2 separate regions of the Mus musculus genome follow, and region 1 is linked to region 2. The links are chromatin contacts, called in public HiChIP or PLAC-seq maps. All regions are on one chromosome and are shown on one strand. Each heading gives the region's core, a stretch centred on a gene start, on an enhancer-like site or on the middle of the called end of the contact. The rest is flanking DNA. Distances are from core to core; before and after follow the strand shown.

What was found. HiChIP or PLAC-seq counts read pairs in DNA pulled down with a chosen protein or histone mark.
Region 1: a contact with region 2 is called in an H3K27ac HiChIP or PLAC-seq map of large pre-B cells, with 22 times the contacts expected there. The contact joins two enhancer-like sites. A contact is called at or near these places in 4 of 39 promoter capture datasets (cranial neural crest, frontonasal cranial neural crest, maxillary cranial neural crest and 1 more) and 1 of 115 datasets of contacts at active chromatin or transcription factors (large pre-B cells).

Annotation. Positions count from the first base shown.
Region 1 is chr3:78,963,174-78,968,509 of GRCm38.p6, forward strand. It overlaps the pseudogene Gm9762. Among named protein-coding and RNA genes, the nearest start is that of Gm23440, 14 kb to the right of the region's middle. Within about 2 kb of position 1,423, at least 33 of the 459 cell types and tissues checked have an H3K27ac peak or open chromatin away from gene starts, as enhancers often do.
Region 2 is chr3:76,027,430-76,032,628 of GRCm38.p6, forward strand. No RefSeq gene overlaps it. Among named protein-coding and RNA genes, the nearest start is that of Fstl5, 45 kb to the right of the region's middle. Within about 2 kb of position 2,167, at least 4 of the 459 cell types and tissues checked have an H3K27ac peak or open chromatin away from gene starts, as enhancers often do.

The DNA.
Region 1 (5,336 bases), core at 173-2,672, 2.9 Mb after region 2:
ATGGTTTGTAACAATAAAAAATTAGTATAATCACTGCATTAATGAGCAGGACCCTGGCTAGGGGAGTGTGATGGCCATTCTTGGTTGTCAAGCTGACTACATGTACAATACATGTGAAAACCAAGTGCCTGGGCACACCTGTGAGGGATTTTTCTTAATTAAATTATTTGAGGTAGGAAGACACCCCTTTAATCCAAAACTGTGAGGTGGGGAGAGCCACCCTTAATTTGGGTCATACCTTCTGCTGGCAGTGTATATAAAGGACATGGAAGAAGGAAGCTTTTGTTCTTGGCCTGTTTGTTCTAGCTGTCAAGCCCATGCCATCACTGGAATTAGAGCTATTTCTTCAAGATCCTGGTATATATGGAAGACTAACTGAAACACCTAGCCTTTTGGACTAAGCAAATACTGAATTCTTCGACTTTCCATTCGTAGAGAGCGGTAGTTGGATTAACTGGAGTCTAGCCTGTAAGCCGCCCTAACAGATGTCTAACAAATTAATATATACATTTATTCTACCATCAGGACTGTTTCTCTAGAGAACCATGACTAATACAGTAAGTTATAGTCTTTGATAAGCTAGATTCTTTGGAGCCATCAAACATGAAAAAGACTTAAGTATTATCTTAAAGATATTCAAGATATTTTTGTAGACAATGAAAATAATGTCTTGTTTATTTTTTTAATCAATGTGATACTAACCTAGACACACCAAGGAAGAGAGCATTACAACAGAGGGCTCTCCTCCATCTAATTGGCCTGTGGAATGTCTCTGGGCATTTTCTTGATTTCTAATTGATGTAGGAGGGCCCAGGCCACTGTGGTCCTTAGATAGGTGGGTGTGAATTGTATTAGAAAGGGAGATGATCACGCCAGTACACCCATCTCTGCTTCAGTTCCTGCCTCCAGGTTCTTCCCTTGAGTCTCTCTCTGCCTTGCATTCTCTGGACGATGGTTTGGTGAAACAAGCCCACTCCTTCCCAAGTTGCTTTCGGACATGGTGTTTATCACAGCAACAGAGACATGGATAGCAAGCTACCATCTGGGGGCAGAAGCTGAAATATTATCACCAGGGAAGGGGAGTGGATGCCATTTAAGATACTAATGAGAGTATCTGGCTCAGAGATAGAGGCGGTATAGATGCATTGTATACCATGCCCCTAGTGAAGACATGAGAGCAAGGAACACCCAAATATTCACCATAAAGTGACACGCTGCAGAAGACAGCCACCACCCTGGGTCGTGGGAACCGCTGCTGAGATTCCCAAGAGATGTCATGAGAAGAGCCTCTGTGGACCCAAGAAGTGAATCGTGAGAAAAAAAAAAAAAAAAAAAAAAAAAAGTCGGTTTTCAGTTTAACCCAAACCGGAGGAAACCAGGGTGAGTTCAGATCTTTCCTCTCTCCCTCTCCTGACCACATCCTTTTGCTCTAGCCAGAAAAGTCTCATAAAATTGATCTGAATTAGAGTTCCCACTACTTATGAGGCTAAGCATTTTAACAGCTGACCAGAAGAAAAAAAAAAAAAAACACATTGCCTGTGTGTGAGAGAACAAGTAAGAACTTTGTCTTAGATTTCATTCTGTGGGTAAACTGCTTCCGCTGAGAAAAACCCCAACTGTGGAGAACAAAGCTAAGTTTAACTTTCTAGGGAAACATGCGAGAAAACTGTAAGGACAATGAAGAAACAGCATTTTGAACATGAGCGAGCAACAGATAAAATTCTTTTTCTACACAATAAACGCTACAATGTCGATTCGAAACTTACTGAGGAAAAAGGAACACTACTTGATGGTTAATACTTGGAAAGTGCCAAGAATAAAATAGTGACAAAGCAATGCCCTCGGGTACCGTGCGAGTAGAAAGAGAAACCCACAGTGACATTCCCTTCACATCACGGGGTTGTGTTTTATTTTGTCCTGACACTCGTTTTACTGTATCTGAGACAGAAAGTTAGGCCTCACACATGCATACTCTATCAAAGAGCTATGCCCTAAGGCCTGTCCCATCATGCTTTGCTGGGTTTGCCCCGCACCGCACCGCACCGCACCGCACTGCATCACCCTGCCTTGCTTCTGATTCAAGATTTCACCATGTAGCCTAGACTGACCTGGAACTCCTACTCTCTTGCCTCAGTCTCCCACGTGCCAGGCCTACTCGCATGTGTCACCATGCTCAACAGCTCTCAGCACCGCGCAGTTCCCATCTCCTGACCCTGTTCCTCCTGTGACACAGGAGAGGCTTCAGACATGAGATAACAGAAAGATCTGATGGCATTTAACTTTCTTTTTTTTTTTTTTTTTTTTTTTTTTTTTTGTAATGACTGTAGTAATCAGTTTATTACACAGATGAATCATTCGTGAACGTACAAGCTCCAGAGGAGCAACAGGGTCTTAAATATACACACAGATTTCCATCAAATACATCTCCACCCTTACATCGAAATAGGCCTAAAGCAGTTAAAAACATAAGAAAAATAAGAGCTATTAGCTATGTATTAACTGAGAAACCACATACAAACCAAAGATTATGGAAAGGGGCTAAAAGGAGGAAGGCTGAAAGGGCAGGGAGATGTGAAGTGTTGGGAACAAAGCCCACCACACTTTATGTACTAACAGCTCCAGTCCATTTAAATGTTGATCCGTTAACCTTAGACCTTAAAGCACAGCATGTAGTTTAATCTGTTTGGTCATAACTTTCACCTAAGTTGTAGGTCCTTCAGGATGAAATGAATATAGAAACAGCTTCACGTTCTTCACCTTGCTTTTTATGACTGTTTGAGATTGGATGGACTCCACTTAAGGACAATCTCCTATGGGTCACTGGAGCTTTTCCTCCCATCCAAGCACACACTGTGTACCTACTACCCCTCACATCTTGCCATTATCCAAAGTTAAGTCAATAAGGAAAGCTTTTAGTCTCACACCTAGGTTATGCCCGGAGAACTGGCTTCTCACACACACACTTCTCTGCTAGGAGGCAATGTTGGTACAGAAGTACAGTATTTCTAGTTTGTTGTTCCAAGTATGTACAACACGCAGCACTGCTGTGTCAGGTAAACATGTGCACAGGGGAAGATGAGGCGTGGGCTCATAGAAAGCAGTCAAATGGAAATCAAAAGTACTTTCTCTCTCTCAGAGTTCCCCTAGCTTTATTTGTAGAGGTTATCCAATAATTTCTTTAATTACATCGCATACTTCTGAGTCCATTCCCGAGCTATTCTGTTGTACTTTTCTCTATCTGTTTTGTAGATCCGAGCAATCTCAGGCACTAAAGGATCATCTGGATTGGGATCACACAACAGAGAACAGATGGACAAAAGTACTTTTGAAATAGTTAGTGCTGGAGACCACTGTGACCGTAGAATATCAAGACAAATGCTGCCATTACTGTTAATATTTGGGTGATAAATTCTTGTTGTAAATGCAACCTTAGGCGGTTTGAAGGGGTAATCTGTTGGGAAATGAATTGTCAAGAAAAATACTCCACCCTGATAGGGGCTGTCATTTGGCCCCATTATTGTAGCCTGCCAATGAAACATATCATCTCCAACAGGACCTGCTGAACACTGTGCTGGGGGATCTCGAGCCAGGTCATTCAATTCCTTGTGGATTCTCTTCAGAGCCATGGTGGGAAACGGTGGCGACGGCCCCCGGGGCGGGAACGGGGACGGGGGAGGGACGGGGAAGGGGCGAGGGGGCCTGAGGCCGCCCGAGCGGTCGCGAGTCGACCGGAGAAGACCGGGAGCTCCCGGGAGCGCGGATCAGACGAGCTGAGGGCCGAGGCCCCACTCAGCTTCTGGGCCTGCCGCAGCGGTCACCGCATCACCCGGCGGCGGCCCCTTTATGCGCTGCTGCCACAGCCGCCGCCGCCGCCGTAGCTGCCTCTTCCTCGTACGCTCAGCGCCGCCTGGGAGGAAGAGCCCCCAAGCTCCGGGCTCGCCCAGCGCCTTACGGTGGCGGAGCCGGGGGGAGCCTGCTCTCCTGCCTGGTGCAGGTGGACTAAGGGACGCGCGGGCGGGCGGCGCCGCCCGGGTGGGGCCGCCTTAACTTTCTATATATGCTTTAAGTCGAGTCTGGTAAAACTGTCTTGAACTCTACAGTCACTTTCAAGGAATGCAGCTGAGACCTTCAGAAATAACAGTCAACAGGAAAATGAAATGGAGGTCCCAGCTCAGAGAAATCACTTTCCATGTAGCTCTCAGCCTAGTCCCAGCACAGCATCAAGCCAAGATTAGCTGAAGAAATACCATGGTGACAAAAGGGGTTCCCTCTTCAGTTTCTTTTTATTGTGAAGTTTTTCTACGTTATATTTTAATTAGCATAAAATGTAAATGGCTCTGTTGTGACATTTTTATACTTACTTTGTATTTATCGATAAGCCTTTTTTGGACGAAGCTCTCCCATGCTCCTTCACTCTCCTGCTAACCAACAACCCATCAAGTAGCCCCCTTTCTCTGTAAATGTCATATAAACCATCTATCTTTCAGACTTCGTCTTCCATGGTCCCTTTTCTAGGAATATACACACACAAACACACGAAAGCAGGTGGTATTTGCTTTTTTTGAGTCTAGTTACTTCACTAGATATAATTTATACAGCTCTACACATTTTCCTGAAACTTCATTTTTTTAAAAGAAATAAACAATAGGTCCCTTCCGGTCTTCGCCAGCACTGGGTCACCTTAGGCACAGAGTCAGCAGATACCCACAAGGTCCCGAGAGGACTCTCCATGAGATCTTAGGACCACCGGTGAGTGGAAAACAATTTCTATTCCATTCCAATAACACAGGACCAGCATTAGGGAAGCAGAAAACCCAGCCTGACCAGGGTCACAAGTCCCTTCTGGTCGGCGCCAGCACTGGGTCACCTGGGTGAGGAATCGGAAGACACCCCCAATGTCACTAGAGAACAGCTTCTGAGTCAGACCCCGTTTCGGGCTCCAGACATCCAGGCACCATCCCTGCCAGAGGAAAGCCATCTTGGTTCCCGGATCCCTCTGAGACTAGTCTGAGCGGGTGAGAGTGTAGACTACAGAAGCTAACAGCTTCTGGGACAGGACTTGTTTCAGGCCTTCATCTTCTGCCAGGAGGCAGGACCAAATGCCAGATATTTGGCACCTTCTCTGCAAGAGGAGAGCTTGCCTGCAGAAAGTGCTCAGACCACTGAAACTCAGGAGAGAGCTACTCTCCCAGTTCTGCTGATAGAGGATAACAGAATCACGGGAGGAACAAGCTCTAACTAGAGACAACTATAACAACTAACTCCAAAGATTACCAGATGGTGAAAGGCAAATGTAAGAATCTTACTAACAGAAACCAAGACCACTCACCATCATC
Region 2 (5,199 bases), core at 917-3,416:
TACTGATTTAGATGTTAAAAGCACCAGTAAGTTTCAGAGTAACATTCAGTAACCTCTTTAAATGCAATTATCCTTATTATAAGCTAAGCAGAATAATAATTTAATACCGAAAGTGAACTACACACAAAGCCTGAACCACGAAAATGGTTTGCACAGCCACATACAGATTTAATCAACTCTCCGTTCTCACAATGAAAGTACAAATACTTCTGTTTATAGTGTTCAAGCTACACCACACTTAGTGAAACTTTCTTCTGCTTGACTTCATGACCTTAAAACTACTCTTACTGGTTTTGAGTAGATTCATTATCCTACCAGATAGATATAGTTACAGAGTTTATGTTATACAATTTACATGTGATATTATACTACATATATAACATATATTTAGATGACATATGTATTATATAATATCACAAATATGTATATGTTAGATTGTCAGATGATCAATGAACATAACAAAATGTAGTGAATAAGTGTAAACTTTAAACAATTTCTGAACACTAGAAAGATCAACTATTCATTATTAGGATGGGCATATCTTATAATCTTGATATGACAGGTGATTGATGGAGAGACTGATGAAAGCCAGACAGATGATGGATAGATGGCCAAGCATTCAGGAATAGTAATTAGCAAGATTTGACGCTGTCCTTTAAATTGCTATTTCCCTTGAGTTAAGGCAGGTGCACAGCAGGATTTTATCAGCTTTGTTTCATAAGTGAAGACACTGACTTTCACAGTATAAGGAGGATTGATGAAACCCACAACCACCTAATAAAAGAGTTGGTGTTCAAATATTAGTCTAATCAAAATAATTTTTCTTCTGCTAGCCTATGTCCTATAGAGATGGATTGTGTTCATATTGGTCAAACTGACTTTCAGGTTTGGTAAAAAGGACTTTGGTCCAGTGTGCTAATATTAGCATTGAGAGAAATAAAGCTTTGTTAAAGGTAAGTAGCTGCTAGCATGAGGTATCAAAAGCAGGCAGACTCCTATGTGAGATCACAGAAGTTGTACGTTTTGGCTCTGCATTGTGTTTAATGAACCAACACAATCATTGCATGAAACAAGCTCCCTAATATTTTTTCCTATAGTTTCCTCAATTGAAAAGAACAACCCCACACCAAAGTGCCAATTATTTTTTATGGGTCTGTTCCACATGCATCCCACTTTTAGCTGAGACACAAAACAACAGGAGTTGTAAACATCAAACTCACATTACAACTCTGCCTTTTCTTTCAATTATTGTTTATTTTCTTAAAATTTGGCTAATTCCTATCCATACCGAGCAGTTTTTATGAGGCTCTTTGGCCATTCAAGCTGTTTTCTCACTCATCTCCGCTGCTTTCAAGTTATTTACTTTCTCTGTCTGCTAAGGATCCTTTTACTCGGCACAGCAGAATAAAACGTCAAACTTAATGATATTTTCAAATTCATGTTGTTTCTTCCTGTGAGAGAAGGACTCGTCCGTGTCTGAACTACGGTGAACTCTATTTGTGGCCCTCCTTCAGAGTTCTGACCAATCAAGTGGGCACGACAGCAATGAGACTTGTAACACTCTTCCCATCTCTGACATCTGGCTGATTATCTTAAGAGTGTCCTTGCATCCTTTTCTATTCTTGTTCATAAAATATCTGCTAGTTATTTTACATACATTACAATTCACTTAAAAACTTATAACAGAAAGTGATCTGAATGATTGGGCTCCTGTGATCGCACACAGAAGCCTGCCTGCCTGCCTTTGATACCTCATGCTAGCAGCTACTTACCTTTAATGAAGCTTTATTTCTCTCAATGTGAATATAGCAAACTGGACCAAAGTCCCTTTTACCAAACCCAAAAGTTGTTTCGACAAATATGAACACAATTCGTCTCTATAGGACACAAGCTAGTAGAAGTTTGGTCCCTTCTTTGTTTCATTCTCTTCTCATTTTATATTTAGATTAGAAGAGAAATGTGAGTTAACATTTACATGTTACTTATTCTTCTTTTGATCTCTCCTTCTTGATATCTATAGTGAGCAATACCTTCCCCTCCATTTGCTACTTTCCTAAATTTGGTCCAGTCTAATCACTGTAATGACCAAATAACCATTGTGTGCTTGGACATGTGCACTTTGTGCATTTGTACAAATAAGGCTATTTTATCATTTTACTGTTAACATTTTTTTAGGGTCCTTGGGGAGTCATTTACTTCCTCTTTTAATTAGAGAACCAAAGTTAGTTAAGTTGGTTATGAACTATAATTAAATTTTGTGCCTATTCGTATCATCCGTTTACAGTGTTGTGTTAATGTAGATATTAGATTAAAAAGGCTTTTCCCCCCCAACAGGAAAGGAATGGGTAATAAATGCTTGTGATATAAAAGAGGAAGGGGTTGTGGAAGGAAGCAGAAGACCAGTGAGAAATAAGACAGATGTCAGGAAATGGTAGTGTGGAAATGCTTAATTAAGCACAGCTATGCCACAATTAAACACTTTACTTTGTATGCTAACTTTAAAACCTAATAAAAAAAGAGAGAGAGAACCAAACCAACAAAATGCCAATACATGGCCTATGTGCAAAAGACATCTGAATCAGTTTCTCAAAACCTCTGTAACAAAATAGGAGAGACTGGTGGTTTAAAACATCAGCAACCACACCCTAGAATGGTTCTACTTAACTGGAGTTTATTACCTATTTTTAATGTGTCTCTGTATGTAGTATGGTATACATGTGTGTGCAAGGTTGCACTACGGGAGCACAGGGTTGTCAGGTGCACATAAACACCTGAGGCCAACTTCAAGAGTCTTCGTCCACTCCTCTTCACCTTATTCCTTGAGGCAAAATGTCTTAAGTAGAGCCTTGCTCACAGATCAGGCTGGGCTCCTGAGCTGGCTTGCTCTGCTGAGCCTGCCTTTTGTTTTGGAAATAAATACAGGCAGACATCTACTTGACATTTATGTTAGATCTGGGGGTGAGTCTCAACTCTATTCTTCACTTTTGCTTCTTTAATTTTACTTTTTAATTTTTAGGTTTTCAAGACAGGGTTTCTCTCTTTATCTCTCGCTGTCCTGGAAATCATTCGCTGTGAATGCAGTGTCACCTCACACCACTTCCCCCATGCTTTTCCAGTTACAATGGGCCATCACCTATGAGCCAAAGCAAACCCTTCCTTCCTGAGGTTGTTTCTGTCATGGTACTTTGTAGAAGCAGTGGGGGAAAATAAAGAAGGCAGCGCTGACTGCAATTGTATTGCATAAACAAGGACATTGCTTTATAGCTTAGCCTATTTAAACTGTATTCAAGCATTTAAATCACTTAAAGCCCAACTAGAAAAAAAAAAGTCTCAATAAATGTTTGCTCTCAGCCTTATCATCAGTATTATTTTTGCTCAGATGAAAAGTACTTAACTTTCATAAGTGAGAGAATTGCTTTTAATGAATAGTGTATTTTTTTATTCTTCTTTCCTCCATTATATCCTGACCATAGCCTCCCCTCTCTCCACTCCTTCCAATCCCACCCCCACATCAACTAGAGCATTGCATGTCAAGATTCAACCCACCTAGGCACAAACACTCATATCAAGGCTGGATGAGACAACCCAACAGGAGGACAAGGGTCACAAAGGCAGTCAAAAGAGTCAGAAACACCCACTACCAGGAGTTTCCCCCAAACATCCAGCCAATAACTGTGGCATACATACAGAGGGTCTAGCACAGAACCATTCAGGCTCCATGACTGCCACTTCAGACTCTGTGAGCCTCTATGAGCCTGCTTAGTTAATTCTGTAGGCTTTGCTCTCCTTGTGTCCTTGATACATCTACCTTCCATAATCCTTTCTCTCCCTCTTTTGCAGTGATCCCCAAGCTCCACATAATGTTTGGCTGTGGGTCTTTGCATCTCTTCCCACCAATTGCTGGAGGAAGCCTCTCCTATGACTATTAGGCTAGACAACGATCTGTGAGTATAGCAGAATGTCATAAGAAATCATGTTATTGGTTTTATTTTCCTTTTAACCAGTTGTGTTTAGCTCTACCCTAGGTCTCTGGGCCATTCAGCTTTCACAGGAATATTGTCTACTTTTTAAAAAGGTGCTTGAGAACTGAATTCAGAGTCTCATGTATGCCAGGCAAGTGTTCTGTTACTGATAAGCATTATCTAAGGCTTGATTTTGCCTTTTGGGGTTGTTTTGGTTTTAATTGGCTTTGATATACAAAGGAAGGGGGAGGAGACAGTACAGTTCCTATACTATTTTGTTTTTCTGTTCGCTTGACATATGATAAAATCTTATATTAACGAGTCTTATGCTACAACTTCCTAACCAATGCTACTGAGTAAATTCATACCATTTTGGCATTTCCTTGTTTTTCAATGATAACCTAATTTCCTGTATCAAAATGCCTTTTAGGATCTCAAATTCTATTTAATAGCTATATTTCCTTGGGTTCTGATAAACAATGGCTGTTTGTTTCTTGTTTCTGATGTTCTTGGACACAGAAAGAGAATATTTGGTAAGCATTTCTTATTTGAGAGCTAACTGCTCTGCACATTCTTGCTGAATATAGTTCTGCTCTCCATGTCTTCTTCATGCCTTTAAAATTATTAACATATATGAATCTCTCATACATCGTGAAGTTTATCTATCAACTTGAGATTCAGTCTTGGCTTCCCATAGACTGGAAGGAAATCCTTCCCACAAGATTTCACCTCAGTGATGCTGGTCTCCTGTTAATCATGTCTAATTTTTCACTCTAGCCTAGCCAGCATCAATTGTCCCAGTAAAGAAAAGATTTTGCTTCAGTAGTTTTGGTCTCTTGATGATAATGGCGGATTCTTTAGATCATGATGGTTAGAACATCAGGTTTTTAATTCAAATATATCATATAAACAGCTTTTGAGAGGCTCTTGAGATTTCCTTTGAAATGTTGCAACTCAGGGCTTCATTGTCACATTGCTCTCAGCATTATCTTTAAGTTCCCACAATAGCTCATTAAGCTCTGAGCACTCGGTGAGTTTTCTAGTCCCATATCTTCAAAAACCCTTCACCTTTCTCTTTCAAAATGTTCCAAGGTATAAACGTCTCAAGGTATAAGAGCTCATCATAACAATGTCCTATGCTCCTGGTACCTATTTCTGTCCTATTTTTATTTCTATTGTTGTGACAAAGACCATAACCAAAAACAACTTAGAAGGAAAGTATGTATTTGGATTATAC